Linked DNA regions of Mus musculus: region 2 is linked to region 1. A link is a contact called in public Hi-C data. All regions are on one chromosome and are shown on one strand. The core of a region is the stretch at or near the end of the contact, and the rest is flanking DNA. Distances in the headings are between cores, read along the strand shown.

Region 1 (6,603 bases), core at 1,782-4,281:
TTCTACAGCACTGATATTCATTCATTTGTTTGTTTGTTAGGGGTTCATGCATGGTGGATAGAGAGCAACTTTTAAAAGTCAGTCCTCTCTTTCCACTCTGAAGGTACCGGAGACGAAATTCATATCGTCAGGATAGAGGCAAGCACCTTTACCCACTGAGCCGTCTCACTAGCGCCCTGGTGTTCTGTTTGGTTTGCTTTGCTTTGTTGTTGGTTTGGTTTGGTTTAGTTTGGTTTGTCCTCTGCAAGAGCAACAAGTGCTCCTAACTGCTGAGCCATTTTTCCAGCCCTGGGAGCCCTGCTTTTGCCGAGGAAAATAACTAAGTAATCAAGAGCAGAGCCCCATTTCCTGGCTTATTAAAGTAAAAGTGTGCTTAATGGCTATAACTATAGGAAAGTCTCCCAAGGCGTCCTCTCGGTCACCAGAGTTCTGATTGCTGCTGTACTCAAGAGTCTACAAGAAACCAGACATCACCTCCTATTATGTTACACATTACAGGTAGCCTACCTGAAGGGGTTGAGTTCTGTGCCCAGAAGGCTGAACATGATGGCACATGCTTTTAATCCCGGCACTCAGGAGGCTGACACAGGCAGATTTTTATGAGGTCCAGGACAGCCTGGTCTACACAGTGAGTTCTGGGCTAGCCAGGGCTAAATAATGAGACCTTGTCTAAAAGAAGGGGGGGGGGGGGATGAAGAGACCACAGGTGTTTTCATTTAAGTCCAGTCAATTCAGCCTGATTCCACTTCTCCTGGGAACTACAACAGACTTCCTCCACCCTGTCAGTGCTGAATCCGCGGTAACACTTCTGTACTGTCTTATCATGCTGGAAAAGCTATCCTGCTTATCTCAGGAAACTCAAATAAGAAAATGCAAAGCTTCCCTATTTTACTCTCCCACGTTGCAAGTCCTCACATGCCCTTAAAAAAGGCAGGTAAGGTTTTTAAATAGGCTCATAGTATTACATAATATATAGGGAATATCTCTTGCTACCAATAGACATCTTTATGTTTATTTTATTACTTTTTATCTATAGGTATTTTGCTTTCGTGGATATGTATACCACATGAATGCAGTTCCCTTGGAATCCAGAAGAGGGCACGAGATTCCTCCTGGAACTGGAGTTACTGATGGTTATGAGCCTCCGTGTGAGTGCCAGAGATGGACCTGGGTCTTCTGTAATAGCAACCACTGCTCTTAACCTCTTGCAAGGGTTTTATTTTATTATGAGTTTTGGGAGGGTGGTTTTTTGTTTGTGAAGTGAAGTGAATTTACCATAAATTATTTGCCCAATCTCCTATTGTTAGGTAAATTAGATGTCTTACAAATTCTGTGGAATGTTTTAAAAATATAGTGAAGGGCCAGAAATATGGCTCAATGGGTAAAAGGCTCGCCATGCAAACCTGATGACCAGAATCAGATTCCTGGTGGGAGATGAGGAGCCAGAGGCGGTAGCACACATCAGAAATCCCAGCGTTCCTGTAGAGAGACAGTAGGCAGAAAGGAGAGAGTTGGTTGGAAGCATCTAAACCAGCGCTCCTGGAGTAAGAACCGCGGCAGCAGAAACACCAAGAGGGTCTGGGGGAAAGAAAACTGGCCCTCAAAAACAGTGTCTTCTGACCTCTACGTATGCACGATGGGCTCAGGGGCATGCACAAACACACACCCATACACACACACCCATACACACACCCATACACACACCCATACACACACACACCCATACACACACACCCATACACACACACACCCATACACACACACCCATACACACACACCCATACACACACCCATACACACACACACCCATACACACACACCCATACACACACACCCATACACACACACCCATACACACACACACCCATACACACACACACATACACACACACACATATACACACACACACACTCAAGCAAATAAAGTACATTCTTTTTTTAAGAAAAGATGGAACAATGCCAGGCCACAGCTTTAATCCCAGCACTCGGGAGGCAGAGGCAAGTGGATCTCTGTGAGTTCAAGGCCAGCCTGGTCTACAGAGAGAGAGAGAGATCCAGGACAGCCAAAGCTACAAGGAGAGAGTCTGTCTAAAAAAAAAAAAATAGATGGAACAATGTACAGAAAATAATAAAAAAGAAAGGAGCTCCTGACATCCTGTAGACCATACTAGAACCAGGAGTGTGTCTGAGCTCTGCTCCCAGCGACAAAGAGTTTTAGCTATCCACGGGATATAGTGCTTTCTCTGTCGGGGTCATGTTGGTGTGTGATATAAGTCCCTTAGGTTTCACTGTGTCAGATTCAGTTTTCTTTCACTAGACAGCAAACCACCCTAAAACTTACTGGGTTAAATCAACCATCTCTTTTGCTTATGCTTCTGTGGAGCAGCAATTTAACAGGACTGTCTTGGGTGGCTTTTCTGTTCCACACGCCTCTGCTCAGGGTCATTCACCTGGAGGCTATATAGAAAGGTCTTATATAATATTTCACTTGGGCACCACGTCCTTCGGCATTTATCCATATGGCCCCTCTCCTTGCTTGTGGTTCGACTGGCATTCCTCACAGTAGGGAACACTAAGACTTGGCAATAGCATCCAGAAATAGAAGCTGCTGGTGGTTTACAGCTCTGCCTTAGAAGTGTTATTTCCAATACACTGCGCTTGTCAAAGCCGGTCTCACTGTCTCTCGGAACTCAAATACTGATAAAGAGCCCTTGGCTGTCGGTGGGAGGAGAGGCAATCGAACCCAAAGCTACTTTTTAACCATCATCGTAAATATGATGAGAACGGACAGATTATAGGGTTTCTCTGTAATCAGGACGCACAGAACACCTTGATGCCACAGAACAGCAAGTTGTGAATATGGGTGTGGCCATCCAGAAGGAGCTTAAAACCGTCGTGTAACCAGCAATTTTGCCCCGGTTTTGATGGGTTCACAACTGCCAAGATTCAAATAGGACACTCACAACAGTGACACCATGTGATCCAAGCCACCAACTGCAACAAAGAGACAGATTTGGCCAGCCACTCTTCCACCTCCCACAGAGCTTCCTCTGCCCTGGCCTCCTGCTCGCACCTGCTTCCTCCTGGCGCTGGATTCCGCTCCTAAGATGAAACTCTCTCCCCCGAGCCCTTGTGACTCGGAGTTTTGAGATCTTAATGAGAACATTTCTGCTAAAAATTGGTTCTGAAAGAGCTGATGTGCCTGCTTCCTCAGACTGGCAGGGGGAGAAAAAAATAATGAAATTAAGCCCCATGAAAGTGGGTTCGTTTCCCATGTAAGAGCAATGATATGTTTCCATAAGAGAACCCGGGAGGCAGAAATGAATTGCTCTCACATTACTAGGGTCGAGTGAATGAGCCCAGATGGAGGAACTCTTGCATCCCCATCCTCGTTAGGAATGTACAGAGAGTTTCTTGCTGGTCCCTACTCTTGTCTGAGTGCTAATCGGGTTATCATGAAGTGAGTAAAGCCTAAATTTAAGAATCAGTCATCTAGGGCCTGAGTCCCCCTTAATTCATAAAAGATACTATTTTACAGTGTCTCTGAAGCAGAGTTGTTTTGAGGGTTTTAGTTGGTTGGTTGGTTGGTTGTTTTTGTTGTTGTTGTTTTTGTTGTTTTTTTTTTTTGTTTTTGAGAGGTATGTGATCAAATAAGTCACACAGTGATTAAAGATTCAGATTCCCAATAATCCATATGCAACCTAGGAGCCGGCCGTGGGTCCACTGCTCCCCACAGGGTTAGCCTGTGGCCTCTTTTAGAACGGCTCACACTCTGTGTCTTTATTTTCACTCTGATTGAATCAGTTTGGAGCTGACCAGCTCTTAAATGCTTAAATGTTTTCACAGCCTAGCCTAAAGCCCCATGCCTACTTGATTTATACAATTCATATGTGGCTGGTGTTGGTGGATTGAGACAAATATCTTTGCGGTACTGGAAATGACTCGGTTTTCTTTCCTTCCCAAGGCCTTGCTGCAAGCACAAGCCAGCATTCTAAAAGCCAGGGTTGAGTAGAGGATCACTCCAGGGAAGAGGGCTCTGCCTTGGCCATCCCTAAGTCTTTTCTTGGTATTATTCCTGGACCCTTGGGAAGGAATCAAGATGTGTTCCATTCAATCAGGATCATTTGTAAACAGCCGAACCTCTCTCTGCTTCACTGCAGTTCACAACACTGGGAATTACAGCAACCAGCTTGCAGAGCAAGGAGGGCTGTGAAATTCAATGTCACACATGGCAAACCTTTCTCTGGAACCTTTTCATATCATGACCTTTGTGTGACACTGATGTGGTTTTGGAGCGTATCTTCCAGGTTGTACAAAGCAGCTGGACCAGTTGGGACAAGTGGGGGGAGCGCCCTGGGCCTCACATCATCTCCACTACCATCACCCCCGACTCTGTCCCTGCCCCTGCCCCTGTCCCTGCCCCACCTGACACCTTCAGAGCCTGGTGTTAGCAGGTCCTACACACTCAGTTTCACTCTATGGACTCAGAAGGAGAAAGAACCCTGCTGTGGAGACTGATCCGTCCTTGATAGAAACGGACCCGGAGTGTTTGAGAAGAAACCTGGCAAGAGAAGGGAGGAAGGAAGAGAACAGGAAAAGAAGAGAGAGGAAAAGAGAGGAAGAGGGGAGGGGAGGAGAGGGGAAAGGAAGAGGAGAAGAGGGGAGGAGAGGGGAACTGGAGAGAAGAGAAGGGAAGAGAAGGTGAGGGGACAGAAGGGGAGAGGAAAGGAGGGGAGAGAGGGGAAGAGGGGAGGGAGGGGAGAGGAAGAGAGGAGAGTGGAGGGAAGAGGAGAGAAGAGAAGGAGGGGAGACTGACTGAAGGGAAGGGGAGGGGAGGGAAGAAGAGGGGAGGGGAGAGGGAAGAGACAAACGCATTCCTTTTCTCATACTTTGCCAGCTGGGGACACATCCCCCCAAAGCCATTTGTACCCTCTCTTACCTGAGAAACCTGAAAGGACTCACTGTGGGTTGTTGGATTTCATTCCCACTCTGATTTGGCTTTGCAGCAACTGTCTTTATCGAAGCTTGATAGCCTATTGTGACACTGACTTGGTTGCACACGCACGCATACCTATACACACACACATATACATATACATACACATACACACACGCATGTATACATACACACACATGCACACACACATACCTATACACACACATATATATACACACGCGTACATACACATGCACACACACATACATACACACACACATACACACACATACACACACACACACACTTGCAGTCCTCACACTCCCTTATACAGGTCTCGCTTTGTGAAGGAAGCTCTGTGTGACAGAGTGCAGCCTCAGAATGACAGACAGGAAGAGTAGGAAGAACATTCACTCAACGGAACTAGAGTCTGCAGATGGGAACTTTTTACTTTGCAGTAATTTCAGACTTAAGAAAAATCACAAAGTATTTCTCCCAGAAAAATGCAAAAAGTACAAAGAATTCCTGAATATTCATACCCCATTTGCTTATCATCTTTCCTCTCTATTTCCCTTTTCCCCACTGAGCCACTTTTGAGGGAGATGCAGACAAGATGATTCATTATCCCTAAGCACTGCGGTGTCTTATTTCCTCACATCAGGACCATTCTTTCTCACCTCCCCAGTCTCCAAATCATGAAATTAATATTGACCTAATGGTGTTGTGTAAGCTACATACCTTTTTAAATTTTCACCAATTTTTCCTAATAACACTCTTGACAGTCAAAGAGGAAGGAAAAAATTGATCCAAAACCAATCTCATATAACACATTGTCGTGGCCGCTGGGTCTCTTCTGATCGAACAGAGCACTCATCTGTGCCTCTCATGTCGCTGGCGTCTTTGATGGATAAAAGCCAATTACATATAGGCTGCCCTTATTCAGAACGTGTCTGTTGTTCCCTCACAATGAGATCTAGGTTATGCACTTGTGGCAGAAATGGCCCAGAAGTGTGGCGTTCTGTCTCTAGTGCACGCATTAGGAAACACGATGCCAGTGTGACCCATTTATCCCTTAAGATGTGTTTGATCATTCGGTTCAAACAGTGTCTGGAGAGCCTCTCGACTGCACTATTTTTCCTCTAAAATCAGTAAATATTTTGTGAGGAGATCCTTTGAGATTGTGTGATTCTGCCATTTCCCATCAAACTTTTATTCACTTTTAACATCCACTGGCTTTTTTTTTTTTTTTTTTTTTTTTGAGACAGGGTTTTCATATATAACCCTGACTGTCCTGGAACTTTTTCTATTGACCAGACTGGCCTCGAACTCAGAGATCTATCTGCTTGCCGCTGCCTCCTGAGTACTGGGATTAAAGGTAGGTGCCACCATGCCCTGCCAGCTCTTTAAGATTGTATTTTTATTTATGTTTGTGTACACATACAATGAGCACATGTATTGTCCCAGATATGTCCGGGTAGGCATTCTTGGGGCTATCCCCATGTCCAGGCAGGTTTTTGGAGGGATGATACTCTAGACCTCTGGTCCGGGGTATCCAGAGTATATTCCAATTATAAAAATGTATTGCTCTTCTATCATCTCATTTGTGTCATGTACTTATAATCCTGGCATTCTGGAGGCTGAGGCAGGAGGATCATGCATAGATTCAA
Region 2 (6,603 bases), core at 1,873-4,372, 190 kb before region 1:
TAATAATAACAGAAAAAGCATATTAATAGCAGGAATCTTTCCTAAAATGAGTCCCTCACAGCCTTGCTTAACGAGGGCTCACCTGTCACAGATTATATAATAATCCCAGGCAGGCCACTTCAGGATGATCACCTGCTAGTTATTAGCTTATCCCATTATGGCTCCTGACAGTTAATAAATATCAAGTTATTAATGTATTCCTTCTTTAGTCACACCCACTATCGCTAATAGTCTCTGGGTGTTCAAGGGACAGCAGCTTCTTTGCTTAATCTTACACACTGTCCATTTTTGTTTGCTTGCTTGTTTTTTGTTTTGTTTTGGGGACAGGGTTTCTGTGTGTAGCCCTGACTGTCCTGGAACTCACTCTGTAGACCAGGTTGGCCTTGAACTCAGAAATCTGCCTGCCTCTGCCTCCAGAGCCCAGGGATTAAAGATGTGTGCCACCATGCCCAGCCACTCTATACATTTTATTCTTGCACATTCTATAGGATTGTCATCATTATCTTCCCTTTCACAGGTGAGGAAACCGGTGCAGAGATAGGGTCAGATCTCCAAGACTACACAGCTAGTGAGTGAAAGCCAAGGTGTACAGCTGTTAGACCAGGTTACCTCCTTAGAACTGGCAGTACTAAAGAAAATGTTTGCCCCTAAAAGTCAAACCCATGATGGAGGTTACGGCCACTGGGCAGGGATGGAGGTGTAGTTTCAACCACTTAGGTGTTCTCAAGTGTCAGAGCCTGAAAATAATATTCTACCTCTATTCCAGCAGCAAGTCGGGTACTTATTATCTCATGGATAACCTTTGGCAGTCTGAGAGCCAGTACAAATTGTATGGTTCTCTCTTGTTTTAGCTCCAGAGGCTTATTGGAGGCTCCTGGAATAATTCCATAAACAGAAGCAGTAATTACAGCAGTTAACATTTACATAACATGTGCTATAAGCCGGTCACTAGCTACAATGCTCTTGGAAGTGCTTTATGTATGTGTAGTAAGAAATTTTCAGAACACACATTGAAGTAGACCTATTATCCCCATTTTAGAGATGAAGAACACTGAGGCACAATGTCTGCAAATGCCCCAGGTCACATACTTAGCAAATGAAAAAGAATTGGTGTTTATTATTAATCCATGGGACCCAAGAAGCTGCCTAGTAAGTTTTAACTGTTCCAAGGAAACCGGTCTCAAAGTTTGTCCCTGACCATATCAGTTTAATGATGTTGTTTCCAGTTCCCACTGGCACCAAAAGAGTTTAGGAGTCTTCCATGCCCTGAGAGGTCCATGAGCCTGAGCTCTAACCCCCTCTTTAAACTTCACCTTTGAGTCTTTGATTCTCACAAGCAGCAATAACTCCCGGGGGTGGGGGGGGTTGATGTCAGGTTTAATCATTCTGCCAAGCTACCAGCCTAGGATGTCAAAGCCCAGCCCTAACAAACCACAAGAAACATACTTGCTAATCTGGGCATGGTGACCCAGCACGCAAGAAGCCAAATCAGAAGTATTAAAAGTTCAAGGTCAGTCTGTGCTACATACTTCCAGGCCTATGGGGGAAGGGATGGGTAAATAGAGGTGGGGTGGGAGGAGAACTTATATTTTCCACCCAGAGAGGGAAGGCTCCCTGATAGGCCTCACTCAGTAGCTAACCACTAGACCAATGGGTCGAAGTGAGTATGAGCAAGCTAAGCACCCTCTTTCCCTTCCTGCCACATTATGAAGTATCAGGTGAATAGGGCGCCACCCCTACCTGCCCCTCTCCCAATGGGGCATCTAATACAGGATCCCAGCTATGTCTCATCTAAAGGGGTGATTCTCTAGTAACAGAGTAATAATCACATGAGGCTTCTTTCCCTTTCAGATTTAAGAAACGTGTCTATCTGTTCCCCTTCAATGCCCCTTAGTTCCTTAGTCACCCAAGACTTTGTGTTCAGGGTCTTAGTTCCTCATTTTTATTGGAGTCAAAAGACAAAGTCCAAACTCCAAAAAGGAGTTAGACTGGAGGTGGGGAGCAGAGGAGAGGACCTTGGCTTTCTAGATTCGACAAGCCTAGAGGGTCATTCAAAGCCATGCCCTCTCGGAGGCTTGCGCCTCTTCTGTGCATGGCTCTAGGGAAGCCATTGGTGCCTGGCAGTCAGGTCTCTAATGTGCTTCTCTGCAGGGTCTGAGGGCAGCAGGCTGGTTGAAAGGCCAACAGGAAAGAACTCTGTAAGATGGTTACATGGCCCTGTATTTGAAAATGAGAAAGCATTAGCTAGCAGTAACAGTGGGAAATGCTGCTGTGAAGTCTGCAGGAAGGGTTTAAAGCTCCTGCAGAACTCCTCTACCGTCCATCCCCCACCCCAAACTTAGCATTCAGCTCATGGCTAAAGCCTCAAGGACAGTCTCTAACTACACATGACCTTGGGTAAAACAAACAAACAAACAAACTAGACAAGGCTCCTCACAGTGGATTTGGCAGGCAAAGTGCAGGCAAAGTAGGCACTGGGAAGATAAACATTGAGTTTTCCAGCTAGGCCACATAACAAAGAAACAACTTTAATCCTGGTGATTTTGTTGAGTAGTTCAAGTCCTCACCCTTTTCTCCACCACTAGACAAAGCTCTTGCATTCTAACACAGTCTTACCAGTGACCCCTCACACAAGTCAGATCCAGGTGGGGCCCACAACCTGATTTTCACTTGATTTAGAAAACTAAAGCCATGTATTTTTCTTGCTCCTTGGTGATGGAGTATGAACTCGTACCTCTTATCTAGGCAACACTCATGTGGGGTAGGGTTCAAATGATTCTCAGATCACAAGGCTGCTGGAGGAGCTGCCCTGCTCTGCCCACCTGCATTTATTTGTCTTTAGTTGGCAAAAGACAAATTGTCCCAGCCTGGTTGGTAATGCAGCGTCCACAAGAATGCTTGCTTAGGGAGCCACACTGTTCTTTATCTCCGCAGGTGTGTTTCCATCACGTGATGATCTGGATCGGTGGTTCCCAGTTCCCAGTTCCTGGCTTCAGCTTGAGCTCTCCAATTCTGAAAGCCATCGCTGAGAAGTAAATAGTCCTTCTCTGTGTTAGCCCAGAAAACACCGGGGGTCCCTTTACAGAGTCTATAATGAGCATTTCCTGGCTCCTGTGGTTACAGAGTTCTTCTCTCCCTTTCCTCAAGACCTGCTAGCCAGGGCTTCCTGTTGGCAAGCAACTCGCTGGCCTCTGCCAGGGAGCCATGCTGAGTTCTGAAGCCTGCCCTGCCCTGCCCTGTCCAGAGCTTCACAGGTCACCAGCAGACCAGCCAAAGCAAGAGGTCTAGGTATAGGCAGGGTAGTAAGTGCTGTGCTGTGCTGTGCTGTGCTGTGCTGTGCTGTGCTGTGCTGTGCTGTGCTGTGCTGTGCTGCGCTGTGCTGTGCTGTGCTGCATTAAATTTCTGGCAATCTTGGCATCTCTAGCCCAGAGAATAATTTCTATTGCAGTTTCAGGTTGCCTTGGACAGATAACTTACTTTCTGAAAAATACTGACAAAGAAACTAAGAGGAGAGGCCTCCCTGAAGGTTCTGCCCTTTATTTCAGAAATGAGAGAGATAAGCTTTGTCAAGGATGGCTGCTCTGTAATCACTCATATCTAAAGTGCTTGTGAGATGACTGGGTATAGTGGTACATACTGTAATCCCAGTACTCAGACAGGAGATCACCTTAAGTTCAAGAATAGCTTGGACTACAGCATGAGACCCTGTCCAAAAAAAAAAAACCAAAAAAAAAAAAAAAAAAAAGTTTTTGGGCTCCTATGAAGCCAGACACAGTGTTACCTCCCTTTTTTACATGCTGGCTCTTTTCTGAGATGATTGAGAGAATCAGGAGTCTGAACAGCTCTAACAGAGATCAAGAGAACAGATATTGTGGTTGAATCTCACAGACTCCTCAGAAGTAGAGTCGGAACCTTAAATCATTGTGCTGCAAGGTCTCCTGTGATGGGGCAAGACAGTGCAGAGGTTCTTCCATTTTGGATTTTTACTGGGTCATTTCAGGTTTAAGTAGAGTTTGAGCTCCTTAATAAAGAAGTCTGTGGGAAATTACCCAATTCTATTCTAGAGATCTGAGGTCAAGATGGTGCAGCTAACTTATCTTCTGTTGAATTGCGTGCTTGTGCAGACATCCCCTCCCAGCTACCAGCTTAACTCAACTACTGCTAAACTGCTTGCTTGCCCAAAACCTCTCCCAACAGGCACAGAGTGAGACAACAGGATGTAGTTTTTACCTTTAAGAAACCTTTTGCCCTAAATACTCAGAGCTACATTTGGGTCCTGAATACCTGAGTGTAATACCAGCCAGCTGGAATAAATACTATCATTTGTGTATAAACTGTGTCTGAGCGTTTGTCTCTGGTGTAATTCCTGTAAAACTCCTAAAAGGTTTTCATTCAGTAAACTCTCACATGAACATTATCATCATCAAAATACAATATTAAAGATTCCGTGGAATCTTACAAATCTTACAAATCAACTGCTATCAGTTGTCTGTTCTCTCTTCCTGTGCTTATCCACATTCATTCATACATTACACAAAATTATTTTCACAACAAAGATAACTTTACCATATTCATAACATGATCCTGTGATTGCACACTCCTATACTCCTAGAACTTAAGAGGCTGAAGTTGGGGAATTGTCATTTTGAGGTCAGCTTGGACTACATAAGGAGACCCTGCCTCAAGAATAGAGAAAACAACAAAAATCTCAAGATTATGGCTATCACTCAGTCTTTGGTCTTGTAGTTCAGTGGTTTGTAGAATCTATTGCATTTTGAGTGCTTGTTTAACTTTGCATTTCAGAGTTGCTTCCAGAATGGAGACCCCAGAGGTCTGGGAGTGAGGCATAGGACACTGCCACCACCTCCATGTAAGATCAGAACATGGAATAATGGCTGTTTTATTTTTTTCTTATAAACACACTGAAGGATTATATAAACAAGATGGCAGAAAAGGCAGTATCTTCACTGTTTTCTGCAGTGTTTGCTAAGACACACAATAGCCACTCTAATCTCTCAGCGGTCTCTGATAGATGTTGGGGTTTCTTCTATTCACCTGGCATAATCCTTTCTCTGCCTTCTCAGTTTTCTACCAAGAAAAAGGCTTAGTCATAAGGACTGCCTCCACTGGCTTTCTTTGTCCTCCAGCCTCACCATGGGAGTGGCCAAGGAGTCACCTTATTTATCTTTCTTTTCCTTCCTGCCAGGTGGCCCTCATCTCTTAGTTTGCTCTCTAGGTTCCCCTTACTAGCCCCACCCCCTTGCCCTTTCAGAACTATTGGTATTTTGGCTCTTGCCAGCTTTGACTTTAAACCCACTCTATGCTTTGTAAATCTTGGCCTTCATTACACTGTTGCTAAGTGATTCGACTTAAAGGGACTGGTGGGAGGGATGAGCAGGTTATCCAACTCTTACAACCTTTAGAGCTCTTGCTCTTATTACTCTTTACAAGTTTATATGAGAGGAAATTCATGCTGTCCTTTCCCAGGTTTTCATAGGTAGAACTCTTTTTCTTTGTAATATTACTAAAGTGGCTTTTTAAATATATCATTTCATTTATTAAAATGAAGACCTTTACTATAATTGCTTTCAAGAATTAATTCTGAGATAGAGGTGGTGGCATGTGCCTATGATCTTCACAGTCCCACACTTAGGGGGCCAAGGCAGAAGGATTCCAAGTTTGGGGTTATCCTGAAGCACGGGAGGGGGGGTGGGGAGAGAGAGAGAGAGAGAGAGAGAGAGAGAGAGAGAGAGAGAGAGATTGATTTTGGAAAAATAAGAAAACTTTTGTAAATTACGAGGAACTGTCCTAAAATACCAGCACCCTTCGCTCTGTTAAGCCATTGAGAAAACACATCTGTGAGGAGAAGCCTATTGTCTAGATTTTGGAGTCTGTCCTTAAAGCTTTGATTTAAAGTACAGGAAAGCTATGAATATTTTGTTTGTTTGTTTGTTTGCTTGCTTGGAGTTTTTGGTTGGTTGGTTTTTAGTTTATATTCAAGGCTTTCTTTCATATATTTTCTTCCACTTTCCTTATTGTAAAACTTACCCATTTGTTTTCCAACCTCAACAATGGCTTCTCTCTCTCGGGCTCTTAGTCCCCTTACATCTACAAAAAGAATACGGGTCATGGCTTTACAGGTGAGCTGTTCTGAATTCACACCTCAGGCTGGATTGGGGTCTGCATCCTTTCCCAAGTGGAGCACCTGATTCTGCTGCTAGAATGTTAAGAATGTTGGGGAACCTCATCTTGGCCTAGTCCATCTCTCCCCTTCCAGTCCTGCCTATGTATCCATTCTCTTGGTATAAATGAATCATTTCTCAAGTCTGCTCTTTTTAAAAATATTCAGGGAAGGGGATGTAGATCAGTCGTAAACCGGCTTGGATGATATTTCAAGTTTGATTTCAGCCCACAAAAAAAAATAGATGAATAAAATAGGAGATGTATTATATGTGCTTTAGGCTCACTATTGTCCTGAGTTGGCCCTTAGAAACGGTTACTAAGTGCTAAGTGCATCTGTGGTCCACTCCCATTCCCTAGAAGATTCCCACATGGCACAAATGCCAGGCCCCGAGACCAGGAAAATCTGAACACAGAAACTAC

Evidence for each region. A called contact is a pair of places that touch in the nucleus more often than the background predicts.
Region 2: a Hi-C map of cerebellar granule neurons shows a contact between it and region 1, with 2.0 times the contacts expected there. The contact joins two enhancer-like sites. A contact is called at or near these places in 2 of 484 Hi-C or Micro-C datasets (the G1E-ER4 cell line and cerebellar granule neurons) and 2 of 115 datasets of contacts at active chromatin or transcription factors (acute myeloid leukemia and embryonic stem cells).

Annotation. Positions count from the first base shown.
Region 1 is chr12:77,005,794-77,012,396 of GRCm38.p6, reverse strand. The region is part of intron 1 of Gm35041 (a long non-coding RNA gene); the gene reads right to left. Among named protein-coding and RNA genes, the nearest start is that of Gm35041, 37 kb to the right of the region's middle. Within about 2 kb of position 3,031, at least 60 of the 459 cell types and tissues checked have an H3K27ac peak or open chromatin away from gene starts, as enhancers often do. A contact at or near this core is called in the G1E-ER4 cell line and cerebellar granule neurons, where this site is marked.
Region 2 is chr12:77,193,835-77,200,437 of GRCm38.p6, reverse strand. No RefSeq gene overlaps it. Among named protein-coding and RNA genes, the nearest start is that of Gm40446, 5.4 kb to the right of the region's middle. Within about 2 kb of position 3,122, at least 82 of the 459 cell types and tissues checked have an H3K27ac peak or open chromatin away from gene starts, as enhancers often do. A contact at or near this core is called in the G1E-ER4 cell line and cerebellar granule neurons, where this site is marked.